2 separate regions of the Gossypium arboreum genome follow, and region 1 is linked to region 2. Evidence: chromatin contacts called from public Hi-C data. All regions are on one chromosome and are shown on one strand. Each heading gives the region's core, a stretch centred on a gene start, on an enhancer-like site or on the middle of the called end of the contact. The rest is flanking DNA. Distances are from core to core; before and after follow the strand shown.

What was found. A called contact is a pair of places that touch in the nucleus more often than the background predicts.
Region 1: a contact with region 2 is called in a Hi-C map of leaf, with 2.5 times the contacts expected there. The contact joins the promoter of LOC108484427 here to the promoter of LOC108484021 in region 2. A contact is called at or near these places in 2 of 5 Hi-C or Micro-C datasets (both in leaf).

What each region holds. Positions count from the first base shown.
Region 1 is chr6:108,203,836-108,206,535 of ASM2569848v2, forward strand. LOC108484427 (protein SAWADEE HOMEODOMAIN HOMOLOG 2-like) reads right to left here and starts at 1,298. Exons shown (of 10, transcript XM_053029437.1): 1 at 1,144-1,298; 2 at 967-1,064. The coding sequence starts at 1,035.
Region 2 is chr6:107,964,718-107,967,578 of ASM2569848v2, forward strand. LOC108484021 (nuclear pore complex protein NUP85) reads right to left here and starts at 1,409. Exons shown (of 18, transcript XM_017787627.2): 1 at 876-1,409; 2 at 677-779; 3 at 420-530; 4 at 234-317; 5 at 6-77. The coding sequence starts at 1,252. It overlaps LOC108485948, which reads right to left. Exons shown (of 1, transcript XM_053030035.1): 1 at 2,016-2,861. The coding sequence ends at 2,157.

The DNA.
Region 1 (2,700 bases), core at 48-2,547, 240 kb after region 2:
TGCCACCATTTGTTCTAAACCCCACAATTTGAAGCTCAATTTCGCAACTAATCATTCATTAACAAACCTACTACTGCTAACAGCACATATGAATACAATATGCTGATAATTTTCTTTGAGGGAAAAGAACATAAAAAATAAACAAAAATGTAACAGCTAAATATACACCTTTGATAACAACCAGAGAAGCTCGTAACTATGAAAATAAAGAAATGCTACATAAAAATAACATACACGATCCACAATAAAGACATGAGCTCGAACTTCATGTGTTCACCAATTATAAAAAACATCAACGCGAATGCTGGAGCTAACCAGAAGCAGAAACATGGGACAATATATTTATAAAATAATAAATAATAAATAATAAAAAATAATGAAAAATCTAGAAATATAGGAAGTTTTTCTATACCTAGAAACATGCATGTATGAAAGAGAAAAAAAAAGCATGCAACAGATTTAAAGCTCAATTTTTCAGCTAATCATTCATAAACAAACAACTACGGGTGACAGCATATGAATACAATATCCTGGTAAATATCTTTAAAAAGCAAAGAACATGAAGATAAACAAAAAAAGAATATATGTTCATGAATTAAAAATAACATCAACATGTATGCCAGAGCTAACCAGAAGCATAAACATGGTACAATATATTAAAAATAAGAAATAAAGTAAGGAAGCTTTCTATATTGAGAAATATGGATATATGAGAAGAAGAAAAAAGGCAACAATTTGCTCTAGACCCACAAGTTAAAGCTCAATTTCTCAGCTAATCATTCATAAACTGGTAACAGCATATGAATGCAATATCCTGATAAGTTTCTTTAAAAGAAAAGAACATGAAAATAAACCCCCAAAAATAAAAATAACAGCTAAAACTACATATTTGTTAACAAATGGAGAAACTGATAACTACCCAGATGAAGAAATGGCACTTAAAACAGAAAAGACATGGTTTTTCACCTCGGGTTTTGTAAACCCAGAGAAGGCTGCTCTTTGTCTCTGTCTGTGCCTTGGGCGTAGACGATCCATTAAACACTCCAAAACAGTTCCTTTGCTTTCTTCAAATACAAACTTTAAAGTTTAAAACTTGGTGGAGGCAACTGAGAAACGATTTGGGGATTCAGGAATCTTGTTTACCTTAGTGAACCCTAAATTCTTGAAGTTTCAGAGACTGTGTGTGTTGTACAGCGTATGTATGACCATTTAAGCGCCTTTCAAAGTCTCGGATTCAATTTTTATAGAATTACAAATTATTCAAACAGAAAAATCTTTCAGAAGTTCTAATTATAAATTTCATCCTTTTATTTATAAAATTTGAAATATTAGTTCTTTTATTTTTAATTTATTAAAATTTGGTCTACATTTTTACAAAAAATATAGTAATCCAATTGAATCACGTCACGTTGTTCAGTTAAAAGTCATCAATTCATTACTTTATAATATAAAAATTAAGGAAATATTAGCAGTTCAACAAATTTTTGCACAAATTATAAAAATAAAAACGTAAAAATTTCAACATGTGGATTAACTTCTTAATTTTCAAAAAATATAAATATCAAAATCTGAAAAAATAGAGGGACTAACTTCTGAGTTTTTATAAGTTGAAAGATGAAATTCATGATTAAACCCTTATAGAATTTCATCCTTATGTGCTGCGTCCTACTGAGTTGTTCGTATTTGGGCCTTGGGTCGTCGTATAAACTTTATTGGGTTCAGGTCTTGCCTAATCCAAAACAAAAGGGCTTCCTCCTATTTATACCGGCAAATAAAGGGGAGTTGCATTCGTTCAAGTTTTTTGAATTTCTCGAATCGTTGGTGATAATTTGGAATATTAATTTTATGTTTTGATTTATTAGACTTATTTTAATAAGATTAATTTTATTTTATGGCTTTTGGATATCATTATACAATAAAATTTCAAAATAAAAAAGTCAAATTACTAATTCTTATAAAATATATATTTTTAATTATTTTCATTATTTTAAATATAAAATATTTATTATTATGTCATAAAAATTAAATAAAAATAATATTTGATTTGAGTGAAGTAATTTTTTTTTACTTATAGTTCATAAACTGTCTAAAAACCTCAATTCAAATCGATGTTAGATTTTTTTCAATTTTTCTTACTCATCTTTACAAGCAAAACTTATAAAATAATACATTAAATTTCAAGACAAGTAGAATTATTTATGAGTGGAGTTATCTTTCAAGTTTGAGTCCTTATAATATATGAATCTAAAGAAAACAAATAGCTTCCACAATTAAAGTCTCACAAACCCATTTTTATAATGGAAAATTACTTATATTATATTTGGATTGTATTCAAATTAAGGAAAGGAAAGGAAATGAAATTAACATTTTGTCCTTTTGTATAGTTTCTTTTATAAAAGGAGTTAAATTGTCCTTATTTTCCTTAAATTACTTAATTTTTAATTACCTTAAATTGGGAAAAAGTTAGGGAAAAAATTAAGGCTAGTTTTAAGATGTGAAATTACATTTGTATCTTATTAATTTTTATATTAATTATTTTATAAATGAACTTAATTGAAAAAAACCATATAATCAATTATTATCTTAATATCTCTACAATTTAATCAAATAAAAGTTATAAATATTCAATTACTTTGCTTTCCTTTTATTTATATAAACAAAATAAACCTACGCAAATATCTTTTCTTTAACATTCCTTTA
Region 2 (2,861 bases), core at 159-2,658:
CTTACTACGATATTCAGCCAACCAACAGCAAGTGCAGATGACATAACTTCCCAATATTTGGGATCATCCTCCACAACCTGCATTCAATAAACTGATTAAATATCATCATCTTAGGTGAATATAGAACCAAATATCAGTTAAACAACTCGCAAGCCTAAACCTCCAGAACTGCAGAAGTACCATATAAAAGAAGTTAACTTCATAAGGAACATAGAAGGCTAATTATTTAACACCTGCAAGTTAACAAATTCTTTTTGAAAATCAACAAGCTTTGAGTGGACTGTCGGGTGTGTTCCAGAGAAAAGGCTATCGTAATCCTGCCAAGACACAAATTGCTTACTAGTAACAAACAACTTTAAAACCAAACTAATGTAAAACTTAATGGTTATAGTAACAAAAGAAAAGGGTAGGATATTTACAGCTAACCAATCAACAAGGCGTTCGGGTAACCATGAATGAGATGGCTTTTCTGCATAAAACATTTCCAATAGCTCCCACGCAGCCTTCAAACTAGTTGGTTCCTCTCCTTTCTGAGAGGAGAAAAAAAAAAGGTAACTTGAAATTCAAAGAAATTACCATTAAATTAACACTTTCTAGCTTAACCATTATATTAACAAAATTTCCATCCCTCATACCAAGCGAAGACAAAATGGCTCATCAAAAAAATGGAACTCACAGTTATGACTGACTTCGTGTCATCGAGAACCGGAACTGAAGCCGATTTCTGATTAACTAGAAGGGCATTTATGTCCTTGCTGTACTCCATTATGTAATCCCACCTAAAAACAGCGAATTCAATTTTTTTTCAGAAGAAAAGAAAATAAATTTCAAAGATATATTGGTATAGAAAAAATGAAATTTTGAAAATCAATTACCAGTCACCATCGTAAGGTGAAGAATTCATGGACATTTTGGACAAGCTGGAGACAGCATTTTTCCTGCTTTGGAGTAGAGCAAAAGGAGAGACCGAACCGTAGGCGATCCTCCGCCAATGAGCCTCGCTGATCTCGCCGTCTCCGCCGCCGAGCTTCACTTCCACTACTTTTCCTCCGTCACCATCATTGACGGAGCCATCGGAAGAAGGAGCGGCGAAAACCGAGACTCGGAGGGAGTTACCGCGTGACCATGAGATGGAGAGTCTAGAGATTGGAGACTTGAGACCATGGCGGAGAGGATACACCACCGCGCCCGGGGACTCGGGTGAAAGTGGAACCAAAGCGCCGCGGGCGGAATCAGAAGAGACGCCGGGCATTTCCTTTTGCCAATAAATCAGTGAGTGGGGGGTCTGAAAGCTTTAGGGTTTTCGAGGGGGTTTGCCAACGTTGAATTGAGGGGGAAAGGAGGGATTCATTCGACCCGTGTTTGGTTACGAGGCGAAACTAAACTAACGTAAGAATAAGTTTCGTAGATAAAATTCCCAACGCTCATACATGTATTAATTATACAAAATTACAGATTCACTTGAATTTTGTAAAATAATGTAATTGATTCAGATTTAAATAATTGAAATTATTATTTCACTTACACCTTAAATTTTTGTTTATATATTAATTTTAGATTCAGATTATTTTTTAAATTCAAACTCAAATTTTAATTTAAAATTAAAAGAAAATCTGATATTTTTTTCCTAATGAAATGGTAAATAATATTTATTAAAACCAATAAAATCACTCGTATATGAATCTTGAACTTTTGAAAGTCTCATCATTCTTTGTAACTTTTGGTAATAAATAGAAAACAGCAAACAGCTTCTTATTTTTAAGTTAGACAAATAAAAGATTGTCGTCCAATAATAAAATTTATTTTAAATTAGTTTTAGATAATTACTTGAAGGTGGAGTCTATTTTAAGCTTGGGTGTAAGTGTAATCTATCATGCACCCCCCACTTTTTTTTTTTTTAAAATTAATCTCATATGTATACTTACATTAAATCCAAACAAACATCCAGTAAGAATATAGTTTGAGAAAGTCTCATCCTAATTAACCCCATAGTACAAATTCATGACATCATTAAATAAATAAAATATTTAAGTCAATTTTTATTTATTTCCACTACCCTATTATCAAATGATATTATCCATTAACAGTTTCATAATTAAACGTAAAGAATTCGTGATTAACAATTTTTTACCCTACAACTAACAACCTAAAACAAATTATCCAGCACATAGGCTACTACCACCGTCGCCAACGTCGTCACGACCAATATAAGCAGCCAAATTCAAATACTTCTCTTGATCAGTACTCCACCTGGCACGACAAATTACACAATTAGCCGACCTCCTCCCTCGACTCCTCTTCCACCTCATCAAACACTCTTCATGGATCAGGTTCCGACACGTGGAACACGCCGCCACCTTCTCTCCTTTCTCCATTTCCTCCAAGCAAACGGGGCAAACCGTTCCTTCTTCTATCTCCTTAACTCCCCCGGACTCGCCTTGTTTTTTCCTCTGAGAGAAAAGTTGGTGGAACCTCTCGCGTACCCCTGCCCCGGCTAGAGCTTCAGGCAACGTCAGCGTCCCGAGGAGACGGCTGAGCCTACATGGACGGAGAGTTCGCCTCCGGAGACACGCGTCGTCGACCGAGACGCCCAATGCTCGGATTAGAACGAATAAGATGTGCTTGCATGGGGTCGTACGGTCGGGGCAGGTGCATGAAGGGGTGGAAGATAAGGTCACGGTGTAGACATTCCCCGTAGCACCTAACACTAAAAAGTCGGAATCGGATCGATGGAGGAGGAAGAGCGGGTGACGGAGCGCTCGAGCTATCCTTTCAGCAACTGGTTGAGTTGGTTTGAAACGATAATGTAGCCTGGTGTAATGGAGGTGATGATGATGGTTGTTTGGTCGTGGGGTTGATGA